2 separate regions of the Hordeum vulgare genome follow, and region 2 is linked to region 1. The links are chromatin contacts, called in public Hi-C maps. All regions are on one chromosome and are shown on one strand. Each heading gives the region's core, a stretch centred on a gene start, on an enhancer-like site or on the middle of the called end of the contact. The rest is flanking DNA. Distances are from core to core; before and after follow the strand shown. Region 1 holds the start of LOC123447995. Region 2 holds the start of LOC123447996 (cytochrome b-c1 complex subunit 6-1, mitochondrial).

Evidence for each region. A called contact is a pair of places that touch in the nucleus more often than the background predicts.
Region 2: a Hi-C map of leaf shows a contact between it and region 1, with 1.9 times the contacts expected there. The contact joins the promoter of LOC123447996 here to the promoter of LOC123447995 in region 1. A contact is called at or near these places in 2 of 6 Hi-C or Micro-C datasets (leaf and seedling).

The regions. Positions count from the first base shown.
Region 1 is chr4H:93,881,386-93,888,523 of MorexV3_pseudomolecules_assembly, forward strand. LOC123447995 reads right to left here and starts at 4,401. Exons shown (of 3, transcript XM_045124753.1): 1 at 4,235-4,401; 2 at 1,489-2,925; 3 at 1-217. The coding sequence starts at 2,833. The coding sequence ends at 1,523.
Region 2 is chr4H:94,097,989-94,105,126 of MorexV3_pseudomolecules_assembly, forward strand. LOC123447996 (cytochrome b-c1 complex subunit 6-1, mitochondrial) reads left to right here and starts at 2,595. Exons shown (of 4, transcript XM_045124754.1): 1 at 2,595-2,722; 2 at 5,749-5,833; 3 at 6,726-6,815; 4 at 6,922-7,138. The coding sequence starts at 2,721. The coding sequence ends at 6,954.

The DNA.
Region 1 (7,138 bases), core at 3,151-5,650:
AGTGAACAAGTTCACCCATTTGCTAGAATGTAGAAAAGACTTCCAAGAAAAAGAAGAAAATCATTTCAGGTTCCCAGAACAGACCAAGCCCAGGAGTACAAAGGATGTTACAACAACGACGGCCAATCAGAAGATCACTAAACCAAGTATAATGCATCAAATCGGTCTTGAGGGTTCTTTCTTGATCAACCATACTCTTGGCAAAAACACCTTCGACCTGAAACAATCCGAAGGAGTGATATCAGACAAACAATAACAAACTATATTTGCTGGAAACCCTAAAGGAAAGTAGGCAGCACTTTAAATTTAACATTTAGACTTCCCTACCAAAAAGGTATTATATTTAGTGGTCAGCCACGATCAGACAGCCGACAGCCGATCTAATCTCCCCAGCAAACAAAAAAATATAAAAAATAAAAGACAGCTGGTCTATCATTTGATAAAAAAAAATAGACTGGTTATGCGAGAACATTGCCTGTGTAGCTATGTAGTATCTCTTCATAGCCTACCAATAACCAAGGCACATGCCAACAAACGAAGCCCAGGCAAAACTAAGCAATAAGTAATAGACCAATACACTTCTTATGGTTGTGACTTGGGAGTGCCATGCGTCCAAAACTAAACTTAGAGTAAGTTCTCTGTAATAATGGTATTCTTTACACCCTAATAAATTGAAACCATGTGCTATGCAATAGAACAAACAATGGTAGCCCAGAGAGACTAACCGTGTGAAGCTAACAACTGCAGACAGAAGTAAGAACAGTCATACTTAAGCTGAACCACAATATTTGGATATTGAAACCCTATGTAAGTGCAAAATTGACACCGCATAGCACAAGAACACTGAATCCGGGCAAAATCACTATAGGTGGCTGTGTGCTCCTACTAGGTTTCTTAGTGCTTAAATTCTCAGTGTGACCTGTCAGTACACTTCATTGATTTGGCTATATCTTCGGATAAATGCTGTAAGAAGGTTTGGGCTATATGCGTCTTTGATGCCAAGTACAGGGGTAATGAAAGCTTCCATTTTCTTTTAAAAAAATCACCAATTACGCCTAGAGCTAAATTAGCTTTAATGGTGTATTTTAGGGATTTTTTGTACTTTGTAAGAAGGTATTACAAAGACTATTATCATTACACCTAGGGCTATAGCCCCATGTGCCCTAGGCCTGATTCCGCCACTGTGTACATGGCAGCAATCATTCAAACATTGTTTGTGCAAATAATTCACAAGTTGATGGTCTAACTGACACTTCTCTTATTTATCTAAAAGCCTTAATGAACATCCTAAAAGATACCTCACGCGTCACAAATATCACATGAACTAAAACATGAGATCAGTGCATGTAATACTCCACAAAATGTGAAATACTGACAGTGCTTTGGAACATAAATACGAGGTGCAGATTATATCAATATGAAACAGTGCCAATAGCACCAAGCAGAAGCTATTCAAAAGTGATGAATATCAAGAACTTCCATGCTTACCATATTGCAAACCAAAACTCTGATCAATCAACTATCATGCATGATTTGCATTGCCTTTTAGCTCAAGCTCTAGCTCCTTGTCTCTTAGCTGAATTTCCAAATGCTTATGCTGAAACATCTTTTGTTCATTCTCCAATGCCAGCCTTTCAATTTCCCTGTCCTTCTTCATCCTAAATCTCTCCCACTTGAGACGTTGTTTTGTCACTTCCAGTTTTTGTTCTTGGATCTGCAAGCGATGTTTCTGAAGCTCTACTAGTTGTGAAGTCAAGTCCTTCTGCACAAAAGACAAGTTGGCGCCACCTGGAAAAGCATTGTTCATATCCAATGTGATGCCATGCGGATCGAACCTCCCACTAACACCGTTTGAGCTTGAGGTGACAAAACCCACATCACCATGATCCACCGCATGACACATTCTTTTATTCATGGAAGAATCCCTCAAGTTGGTATGAACTGTTTGACGCTCTTCATCATGCTCCTCGTAATCAGAATCTGCACTCTGCTCATCCTCTTCAAGATCTCCACTTGTATCCCTCCTCAGATCATGCTCCTCTTTACATCTAAGAGCAACCTGTAGTGAGTGCTGAAGTGCGGGATCTTCAGGTAAATTCACACGGTTGTTGTTATGATAGGAACACATCTGCTCATAGAATAAGTGCTTAGAGTTCAATATCTTCCTTGCATCTTCTTTCATCTTATCAGAAAGATTATGCATGCTATCAAGAAGTGCTGGATTTTCCACAACACAGCAAGCAGTGCCACGACCAAGGATATCTGTAAGCCTTTTATATCTCTTGTTGAGGTCATTGAACTTATCCTCGCACTGTTGTGGTGACACACTGCAGCCTCTTTCGCCCATGACCTTTGATATTGCTTTCCATTTACCCTTCTTCTGCACTATTGTAATGTTCCTCCTTCCGCCTAGATCCGCCCCAGGATCCTCCCCTGTGTAAGATGCTGCGGTAATCAAAAGTTTAACCATCGAACCTGTCCACTTCATCCGATGCCATGCTGAACCCTTCTTTCCTTTGCCATTCTGGGTATCAGTAACATCCTCAGTCATATCATGCTCCTCCTCATCACTGATTGAGTTCTTTGAGTGATGACTGTGCTGGTGGTGGTGGTGGTGATCCCTTTTTTCATGTTCTCCAAATTGAAATCCATGGTTATGAGGCTCTGTAGCCCGGTTGATAGGCATTGCAAAACTCCCTAGCATCTGAGACTGGTTGAATAGCTGTTTTCCTGAGCTTGAAGCATGCATTTGCATGGAGTTACCATGTACATTCAAACTACCATAAGGAGTTCCTTGCATCATGTTTCCAGTAGGTAGGTTGCTGCTTTCCATTTTCCCAGAAAGATCACCCAGGTGTCCGTACCTCTTGTCAATACCATACAAAACGTAGAGGAGACGTCACATGTCTTCACTTCAATATCACCCTGCATAGTAAATTTGGAGAAATTATTAAAGCCCCGGACGGAAATGTATATTTGCACAGCTGTATATTTCTCAATGTTGCTGAACAAATAGATAAGAGGTTGAATTTCATCAGGAACACCTAAAAAATAATCCAATAAGGTACTCTTCAACACACTCGACTGGCACATCATGTGAGATTGAATATACTAGCATTGTGCAAATGCAACTCCGGTCTCCTGGCTGGAACGGCAATAATCGCAAAAGCAATTAAAACGACCTCTGGAGCACTTAAAATACAGTACTCTGAACTACACCGAATTAGGCAATCAGGTCTAACAATAAAATTTGCAGGGATTTGCCAGTGCTGTAGTAACGAACTACCACTGGTGCTAGCAAGTGTCATGGTATTTCACGCTTCAGGTAAGGGAGCACAGTTATTGACAGCAAACTGGAACTCAATGCTTAAGCGGGTAATCGTCGAGCATCACCAATAGTTACTCTTTCCCGTAAAAAAATCCGGTTTAGGGGGAGTTGAGCCAAAAAAAAAAAAGTGCTCCAACAGTCCCAACTCCCCCTCCATCTAGGGGGAGATGGCTCTTCCCCTAAACATTCACATAAAACAGTCACATCGGCAAGCCGCAACTGGAATCCACCGCGCCGCCACCCCAGGCCACCGCTGCCGACACCGACCATCGCAGTCACACCGCCCGCCCGCCGCAGACCATCGTTGCTGACCGTCGTCGTCACACTGCCCACCCGCGCCCCGCCCCTGCCAACCACCGTGATCCGCTGTCCGCCGTCGCCGCCGCACCGCCACCAAATACCATTTTTAGGGGAAGATTATTACGGAACTGCAGCTCACATGTCAACCTCTCCTACTATATTATATGGATACCTGCAAAACCATATTTAGGGGGAGTTTTTTTACAGGAACTGTTGGCGATGCTCAGAAGCACTCACCGACGCTACGCAAACAAATAACTACCGAATAGCACCCATTTACCCAACACACCAATCATCCAATTCGTACAGCCGAGCACGCGCCCAGGGTTGCGGCACGAGGCATAAATCTCCGGGCCAAAATTACATCGCCTGGAACATCAGAAATCACACCTGCGCCGCAAGATCCAGCATAGGCCTGACTCCTTCCGGGGGCAAAGGGGCAGATTAAACTTAGCTCCTAATTCATCCAGGATTTTTGGCTACACGGCGGCACCACGGACAGCGTATCGGACTGAGAAACAAGAAATGGGCGGGGGTTTTTTTCTTCCCCCAAACAGGAAATAATCACCCCGCTGCGAAAAGGAAAAGGGTGGGAGAAGAGCTCACGATCGAGTTCTGGCGGCGGCAGGAGGAATCGCGGGGACTCGATGGAGGGCTGGCAGACACTCTCCCACCTCCAGCCTTCCAGGGTCAAGCTCTCCCTCTCTCTCTCCCTCTCTTTCTCCTGGCCGTCGTGGGCGTGTGTCGAACAGGAGGACTTAAAAGGGCCGAGGTGTGTGCTCTGATGGCTGGCTCAAAGCAAAACGCTGCGTGTTGTTACGTACAGGTGGAATTCGGTGGGCTGTTGATGACTGGTGGGGCACGACACAGCGGGTCCTAGGTGTCAGACACTCAGAGTCCATTCGGGCTGCGTGAAATTGGCGGGTGCGTTGGTGTGGCAGTAACGGAAGGTTCTGGAAGGTCCGGAAAGTTGACTCGTTAAATTGAAATTAATGAGTATGCCACTCATGAGGATATCCTTCCCTAGAGCACGAGAAAAGTACATATTTAGAGCTTCTAGAAACCGACCCCACACCTCCTCTTTCTATGTTCGGCAGACAACCCGGACACGAGGGATGGCACGCGAGGACAACACCCGATGAGTGTGTTCTACTAGCTGGCTCAAAGCGAAAAAATGTGTTATGTTTCGCTAGAATTCGGTGGGTTGTTGATGACATGTGGGACATGACACAATGGGGCCTGGGTGTCACTCACTGAACATCCACTCGGGTCGCGTGCAATTGGGGGTGCGTTGGTGTAGCATGAACGGAAGGCCCTGGAAGCTGACATCATAATTAATGAGTATACTATGCCACACGAGAGCACATCATTTCCACCGGCATGAGCAAATCACATATTTGAAGTTTGTAGAAGTTGGACCCACACTTCCTCCTTATATGTCCGGTCGGACAACCCGGACATGAGGGAGGGAAATGATGGACAATGTTAGGGTTGCGTGAAGTTGGCATGTGTGTTGGTGTGGCAGTAACGAAAGGTTCCGAAAGTTGACTCGTTAAACCAAAATTAATGAGTATGCCACTCGAGACGATATCCTTCTCACGAGCACGAGAAAATTACATAGAGCTTCTAGAAACCGGCCCCACATCTCCTCCCTCTATGCCCAGTCGGAAAACCCGAGCATGAGGTATGGCACACGAGGACAAAGGCCAACGAGTGTGCTCGAGTGGATGGCTCGAAGTGAAAGATGTATGTTGTTTTGTACCGGTGGAACTCAGTGGGTTATTGATGGGAGGTGGGACACGACACATCGGGTCCCGGGTGTCAGTCACTGAGCGTCCATTCGGGTTGCCTGAAGTTGGTAGATGCATTGGTGTGGCACGAACAGAAGATCTTGAAAGCTAGCTTGTTAAATCGAAATTAATGAGTATACTATGCCACACAAGAGCATATCCTTCCCACGAGCACGAGAAAATCACATAAGCTTTTAGAAGTTGGACCCACACTTCCTCTTTATATGTTCGGTCAGACTTCCCAGATAGGGGGGAGGGCGCACGAGGGCAACGACGTGCGACGTTAGGGTTGCGTGAAGTTGGCACGCGCGTTGGTGTGACAGGGGGAACGGGGGCAGAAGGTCCTGGAAGATGTCTCGTTGCGGTGACCCAGCATACCACTGAATCGTGTAGTATACATGTCGTTGATATAACGTCCATAAGACACCGTCTCACGAACCTTATATCCCTCAGAGTATAAAACGGAAACATAGCGGGTCCAAACCATCATTATATTACAACATTTTATTCAAACAAAGATCCAATGTTCAAACGATTCAAACTATTGGTACCAATATGCGGGGTACCACTATTGATCCTGCAATCGCTTACTGAGTTCAGACCATGTCCCACATGATCAGTCTGGCTGTAACTACTAAGTCTACATTACTCCTGTCATTGTAGCTCTGGCACTTCTCCTCCGATGTTGGCTCCATTGGCGATGATGTAGTCGACTCCTTCGAAAAGGTCTGGTTTCTCGTAGAAGTATTCTCCGGCAACATTAGGGTCATTTGGCATATCCTACGAATATTTAGAGTCTAGAGAGGATTTAGAATACAACGGATGAGTACATAAGGTACTCAACAAGTTCATAGATATCGTGAGTGGAGATGCACTATAGCTACTACTGATTCCAAATAGATCTTAGCAATGATTTTGGAAAATATCTGTTGCGTCAAGTTTTACTTGAAACATTTAGCTATCAAACTTCACAGGTTGCTAGAATCTCTAATAGACTCCTTCCCTATCATGTTCGCGGATCTTTCCCAGATTATGTAGTGACAAGCCACAATTCATTAGACTCTATGGAGGTGCGCTACTTTACCCACGAGCGATTAACTTAGCCCTTTTGCCAGGTCTCTAATCTTGCACGTCCAAGATGTGTGGTCGGATCTAAGATCCGAGGTTTTCATCCTTTGTGTCGGTTCCCCTCTCTAAAGAACCTATATGTATTATACGACCCCATTACAAATAATGATTCACACCCTCCTGGCGATAAAGGATTCACAACCCTCTGCCAATAAGGAAGATTACGACTCCTTTAAACTGATAGGTAATCACGTCCCCCTAACCACATGCATCCACAACCCCATTGCCGCTAACATGTGTGAGGTAACATACACCATTAAGAAAGTGTTACTAATCCTCGCCTGTCCCATTCGAGGCTCCCTGGTCAACGCTATTGCAACGACGCTGGTTTGTTGACTTTAGTTATTAATAGAGTGAATTCTGGTTTTTACCCCCTATTTTGACATTTTTGACACTACTTACCCCATTTAACGGGATTTCATCCATTTTTACCCCATTTAGCAAAAGTGTTGCCATAATTTACCCTGTTTAAAAATTTATGAGCGTTTTGACCAATGGATCTCAATTGTAAGGTCCGACTAGCATGTCACATCAGTGGGGTTTTTTCTCATGGTTTTTCTGCACACCGAACCACATCGTCTGCCTTCTCCTG
Region 2 (7,138 bases), core at 1,345-3,844, 210 kb after region 1:
GAGAAGCTTACTACCTTTGGTACTTAGTACCCTTGATATTGTTCTTCGTGGATGCTTTGGCGTCCTAGAAGCTTGGTGGTGTCTCGGAGCTCAATCATTGTGGTGTGAAGCTCCGGGAAGCGTCGGGGTCTCCAATTAGGTTGTGGAGATTGCCCCGAGCAATTTGTACGGGTACCGGTAACCGCCCCCAAGGGTTGTCACGTGTACGGGTTCGGTGACCGCCCCCAAGGGTTGCCATTTGTACGGGTTCAGTGACCGCCCTCAAGGGTCCCTTAATGGAATCACGGCATCTTGCATTGTGCGAGGGCGTGAGGAGATTACGGTGGCCTTAGTGGCATCTTGGGGAGCATTATGCCTCCACACCGCTCTAACGGAGATTAGCATCCGCAAGGGTGTGAACTTCGGGATACATCATCGTCTCCCCGTGCCTCGGTTATCTCTTACCCGAACCCTTTACTTATGCACTTTACTTTGTGATAGACATATTGTTTATTGTAATATATCTTGCTATCACTTAGTGGTTTATCTTGCTTAGCATAAGTTGTTGGTGCACATAGGTGAGCCTAGTTGTTTGTAGGTTTTGTGCTTGACATATTAAACGTTAGTTTTATTCCGCATTTGTTCAAGCCTAAACCTTAACTATTTTAAAGCGCCTATTCACCCCCCCTCTAGGCGACATCCACGTCCTTTTCACTTGGTCGTGATCGTGGGCCTAGCAAGGCGGGATAGCATTGGCTTTTGTCATTTTATCTTGTCCGTAGTCGGACCCTGCTTTTCCATTTGAATAATGTATGACTGCGTGACTCTGTAATGTAGCTTATGGTCAGTGTAAGCCAAATCTTATTACTCTTCCATCCGTTATGTATTGCAATGTTTATCCTGCCTGCGAAACGCTCAGATGCGCCTCTTTCTCCTTTTGAGGCTTCGCCCCAAATAAGAAAAGTGCCGCATCTTAGTCGTTACAACAACCCCGACTTGGACGGCCAACGGAGGTTCCATGCGTTGGCAAAAATCAGCAGCTGCAAGGGGTGTAAAAATTAAAAAAAGAATGCATAGCTTTAGCTGGGATTCAAACTCACGAGCTATTGGTGAGCGAGGTAGATAGCCACTGCGAATTCTTCATGCTTGTGGTGAAAAGGCAACACGAATATATTAGAACAATCCACATAGGTAGATTAGATTATTTTTGAAGTTTTTTTTGTGAACATTGTTTGAAAAAACAAGAACAAAAGTGAAAACCTGAACATTTTTTTTGAACTTATGAACTTTTTTTACAAAAGTAAAAAAAATTTGAAATTCACCCCGAACATTTTCTTATTGTGGAACAAATTTTGAAAACGTGAACAATTTTTTAAATTTGAGTACAAATTTTGAAAAGACGAACATTTTTTGAAGTTTCCGAGGTTTTTTCTTAATTTCTGATTAATATTGAAAAATGCAAACATATTTTGAAACTCGAGAATTTTCTGCATGTGTGAACATTTTTTTAAAAGGGGAACAATTTTTTGAAATCCTTGGACTTTTTAGTTCATGAAAGGAAATGCAAACTTATTTTGAAATTCTAAACTTTTCTAATTATCAAACATTTTTTGAAAATAATCAAACAAATTTTGAAGTTCTTTTTTTGGAATTTCTGAATAAAATTATAAAATTATGAACATTTTTCGAGTTGTGAACAAATTTTGAAACTATGAACATTTTTCCAATTGTGAACAAATTTTGAAACATGAATAGATTTAAAATTCGTGAGAAAAAATATAATTTCTTTCGAATTGCGAACAAAATTTGAAACCATGAACATTTTTTGAATTGCGAACAAATTTTCAAACATGAACAAATTTTGAATTCATGAACAAAATTATAAAATAATGAACATTTTTTGTATTGTGAATTTTTTTGAAAATAAAACATTTTTCGTATTGTGATTTTTTTTTGAAACGTGAACAAATTTCATATTCATGAAGAAAATTATCAAATTGTGAATATTTTTCGAATTGTGAACAAATTTTGAAACAATGAACATTTTTCAAATTGTGAACAAAATTTAAAACACGAATAAAATTACAAAATTGTAAACATTTTTCGAATTTTGAACAAATTTGAAAACTATAAACATTTTTCCAATTATGAACAAATTTTGAAACCAGGAACATTTTTTAAGTTTTGAACATATATTTTTTTTAAATATTGAAAAAGTTCTGAAACTATGAACATTTGTTAAAAAATAATATTGACAAAAATAAAAGATATAAAACATAAAAATAAAAAGGAAAGAAAAATAATAAAAAGCAGGAGAGAAAAGGAAAAACGAAAAACCGAAAAAACGAAAAAAATATCATATGAAAACCGAAAAACCAGTTCAGGGAACCTTCTAAAAGTTTTCTAAAATCAGTAAAAACTGCCTGAAACTCTAGACGGTTCCAAAACCGAAAGCTTTGAAACGCTAAACGGGCCGATTCGTTGCGTCCCTGCTCAAAACGTCGACAGTTTGATGCAAGAAACGGCAAATAGCATTTTCGCCACACCCACCCCCAACGCCACCCACCCACGCACCGAGGCCCCAGCCCACCCTCGTTGTTTTACTCCCGTGGTCCACGAACCATTCCCAAAATTTCCCCACCCTCGAACCCTAACTTTCGACCAGCCTCTCGCTCCAGATCCCCTCCCCTCCCCTCCCCTCGCCAGGAGCAGAACCCACCCGCTCGGACCGCGTAATCGCCATGTGGGTACTCCTCCATCCCTGAGCCTTCATCTCCTTCCCAGTTGGTTGCTCGGTAGCGCCTGAATATCGTTTGCCTGCTTCCCGCGATCCGTGCGCTGCGTGTCCTTTATGCGTGTAGCTGCATTGATTCTGGTTGTTTCCTTTCGATCGAAGCTATATCGACGGAGCTACGGATTTGCGCCAGAAATCCAGCGGCTTGGGGTATGGTCTGGTTGGTCTCTGCTGGGTCACGGCTTGGGGTATGGTCTGGTTGGTCTCTGTTGGGTCACGGCTTGGAAATCATCTGGAATGGGGAGGAACAAAGTTGCTTTGAGGTCTTGGGGGTTGAATGTGAGCTGGATTGTTGGCCGGTGCGTGTGGGCAGCTGGATGCTTGCTTTCGCTTGGAGAATCGGGAGCTCGATGCTATCTTCTGTAATGTGTGGTGTGACAGCTGTGCTATACAATCTGCTGCAACTGGATCTACTAATGGAAATGTGTATTCATCTGCTAGTGCCTTGTAGGATCTAAACCAGTGTGCTGCGATAATTTGACTGCTACCTTATTGAAGGGGTTAAGATGCATTTGAATGAAATCCCATTCTCAAACGTATAATTGGGGTGTCTTAGAGCATCTCTAGCCCATCCCCAAAAGCTAAATGTGGGGCGATTTTTTGTTTGTTTGGGGAATTAACGCCCATCTAGGCCATCCCCATTTCCTTTAGCCCCCCCCCCCCCCCCCCCCCCCAAATAGGTTTTCATCCCCGTAAAGTTTCCCTCTACCCCATATTTGCTATGGGAGAGGCGCACTCCTCAGTAAAAATGAGGAATACCGAATACTGCTTCATCTCGGCGGAGGCCTGCAGGTTGGATGGGATCTTGCACACCGTCACCATGGCGTCGCTTTAGGCCTTGGCCTCCACCGAGGACTTCCCCTTCAGCTTCAGCTTGCGGAGCTCCCTCTTGACGCAGCCCAGCTCTTGCGATACCTCACCTTACTGGGCGTACGAGGTCTCCTCGACGACGTTCTTTCGTGTCCTGGCCATACACATTGCTTGCAGCCCTGTCCTCTAGGAAAGTAGGAAGTCGCTTTGGCTTTGGCCTTGGTCTGGTTCATTTGGCGCTCCAGCTCTTTTGCCATGGCTCGTCCTCCCAATAGCTCTGACTCCGTGCTGGCTCGCTCGTTATCCACAGATGCCTTGCGTTTGTTCAGCTTGTCCATGTCGGATTTTGCTAGTTGTTTCATTTCAGAGGATTGGTTCTACATGCAACAAGGTAGATATGAACTACAATTAAACAGTACTGGTAGCTACTTGATCACAAGACACAGGGAAGATATGTCAATTCATCCATGAATTTTGGAATTGAAAGAGTACCTCTTGAGTTAGAACATGCTTCTTGGGCAGCTTGCTCGCCTTGAGCTTCACCGCCTTGCGGTACTCCTTAAATCAGGACAGTGTCCGCTGCGCGTTGTAACGATGGAAATTACCACAACATGACTCTTGCATTGTAGGTGTTCGATGAATTGCGCAAGCCAAATGTGTGCAAACTGAGCTTTTGGTCGATTGAGTTTGGGGGATGTGCTAGATGAAAAAAAGTTTAATCCTGCAAAATATGGGGAATTAAAGGATGGGAATTAACTTATGGGGGATGGGCTAGAGATGCCTCTTATATTCTTTTCGTTTAAGCACACTGCTGTCTCCCAGGTGTTTCATCTTGGAGACCTCTTAATCTTGATTAATGCATCTGATGGAAGATATGGTGTTCCAGGGATTGGTAGGAGGATATAATACCTGACCCTCAGATGCATTAATGTTCCATCTGCAGCTCTTTTATGCATGTTATGTTATTATGAAGTACTAAGTGTTTTGTGCTTCTATTTTACATGGCTGCCTTGTGCTTGGTTTAGAAAGATTAAAGCTGTATATAAGTATCTGCATTGTTTATCTCACTAGATTGAGGTAGCATCAGATTTCGCACCAAGAATCCAGCGGGTTAGTGTATAGGATGAATACTCTCTCGTCGATGGTGGGTTACAAATTCAAATCAAGGAAGGACAAGAACAAGCTTACTTGGTTGTCCTGGGGGTTCAGTGTGCCCTATACCTGTTGATTATTAGAACTACACAGCTAAGATAACTGCATAATAGATGGATGGTTTCTGGCATGGTGGGCAGCTTGATGTTTGTTTTCTTGGAGAATCAAGAGTTCGATGCTATCTTCTACAGTGTAGGGATATAGTCGTGCTGTACAATCTGCTCCAACTTCATCAACAATTGGAAATGTGTACGCTGCTAGTATTTTGACTGTTGTAATCTCTAAACTAGTGCATTGTACTCCCTCCGTTCCTAAATATAAGACCTTTTAGAGATTTGAATATGGACTACATACGGAGTAAAATGAATGAATGTGTACTCTAAAATATGTCTATATACATCCATATGTACTTTATATTGGAAACTCTAAAAGGTCTTATATTTAGGAACGGAGGGAGTAGTTCACACTGCATGTCTGCATGGATATTTTGAGATGAGAATCCCTTTCTTACTATATATTCAAGGGTTAAGGTGCATTTGACTTACCCTATCTTATCTGGAATTGGGCTTGTGTCATATTTTTTTTAGCATAGCATGGTTCCTGGGTGTTCATCTTTGGTGATGCCTTTGTGTTGTTACAGATCTTCTGATGTAAAAGATGACGTTCCAGGGATAGGTAGGGGAAAATAACCAGACTAGAATAGAACAAAATGTCTCCTGCCAGCTACCTGCGTACATAGTGCATTTTATCCCGGCCGTAGCTCTTTATGTTGATTATGTACTCCCTCCGATCCATATTACTTGTCGCTGAAACGGATGTATCTAGATGTATTTCAGTGCTAGATACATCCGTTTGAGCGACAACTAATATGGAACGGAGGGAGTTGTTATTAGATGTCTGACTTATGGTTTCATACCAGAAAAGGCCATGGGTTGCACCATTCATAAAAGGTTATGAAACAGTCCATTTCATTCTCTGAACTTTCGTTGTTTTCTATTGTTGTTTTATCTCAGGGCGGATGAGGAACCTGTTGATCCCAAGAAGTATCTTGAGGAGCGGTGCAAGCCACAGTGTGTAAAGCCGCTGTATGAGTATGAGGTGTGCTCTTACTTTCTTTTGTTGTAACACCCACTTAATTTTGATGGGGTAATTTAATGTGACAGTATTGCTATTTCTATTAGTATTGAAGTTCTGAGAATGATGCTCTTCGGTCAGCATAATTATGAAACTATTTGGCCATGTGAATGTGCGAGTTTTGGCTGTTATTCAAGTTTGCCACCATGTTTCCAGCATCTTCTTGGGCTGCATTAGAGTTATCCTTGGAAGTTTTTCCGGTGTGATATTCATGGTAGTTTTGTATTGAAACTCTATATGAATTATCCAGCTCAAATATCGCCCTCCACATCCTAAGAAAAGTTGCATAGCTCAATTTTGTTACTCCGTCTTCTGTAGTAGTGAACTGTTCAATTGTTTCAATGAAAGTTAAATAATACCCCCTCCATATCAAAATATAAGACGTTTTTGTAGGCTTGTACTCCATCCGTTCCTAAATATAAGTCTTTTTAGAGATTTCACTAGGGGACTACATACGGAGCAAAATGAGTGAATCTACACTCTAAAGTATGTCTATATACATCCGTATGTAGTCCCCTAGTGAAACATCTAAAAAGACTTACATTTAGAAACGGAGGTAGTAGATTGGTACTAGCACTTTGAAGGATTCATATAATCCTCTATTCCTCTATGATGCTGTTTCCAACACACAGTATATTCGGTAACTGATCAGAACTACTATTATTTACTCTGTTGGAACAACACAAATGTCTGACTTAAATTGTGAGGTTGAGAACCATTTGGATCTTCATTGACTTAGTAATGTTCTTCTTCATACTCAATTTGATTTTTCATCACCATACTGTTTCATTTATGTCAACACGATACTCCTATGTGATTACCTCTCCAACCTGTGTGGTGGCTTTATGATGCACAGAAATGTATCAAGAGAGTTGAGGCCGATGATACCGGGCACAAGCACTGCACTGGGCAATATTTTGACTATTGGTCATGCATCGATAAATGTGTAAGTACTTCCTCTCAAGTCAGAGATGGATTATTGTTCAAAAAAACGGCTATAAGAAAGCACTGCCAAGATTGAAAATAACATGCCTCGTATTATGCATCTGCAGGTAGCACCAAAGCTCTTCGAAAAGCTGAAATGATATTGGGGTGCTACTTTCAGTGAGTGAGCCTGGTCATTGGCCAGAACCTTGTTCAAGTTGAAATATTTGACTGAGTCTGCAAATTGTCCTGTGACTGTGTTTTGATTTCATGAACTTGTAATAAGAGCAACTATCTCGACACTGTTTGCAAGCAATGATTTATATGTGGCTAAGCACTGATGAC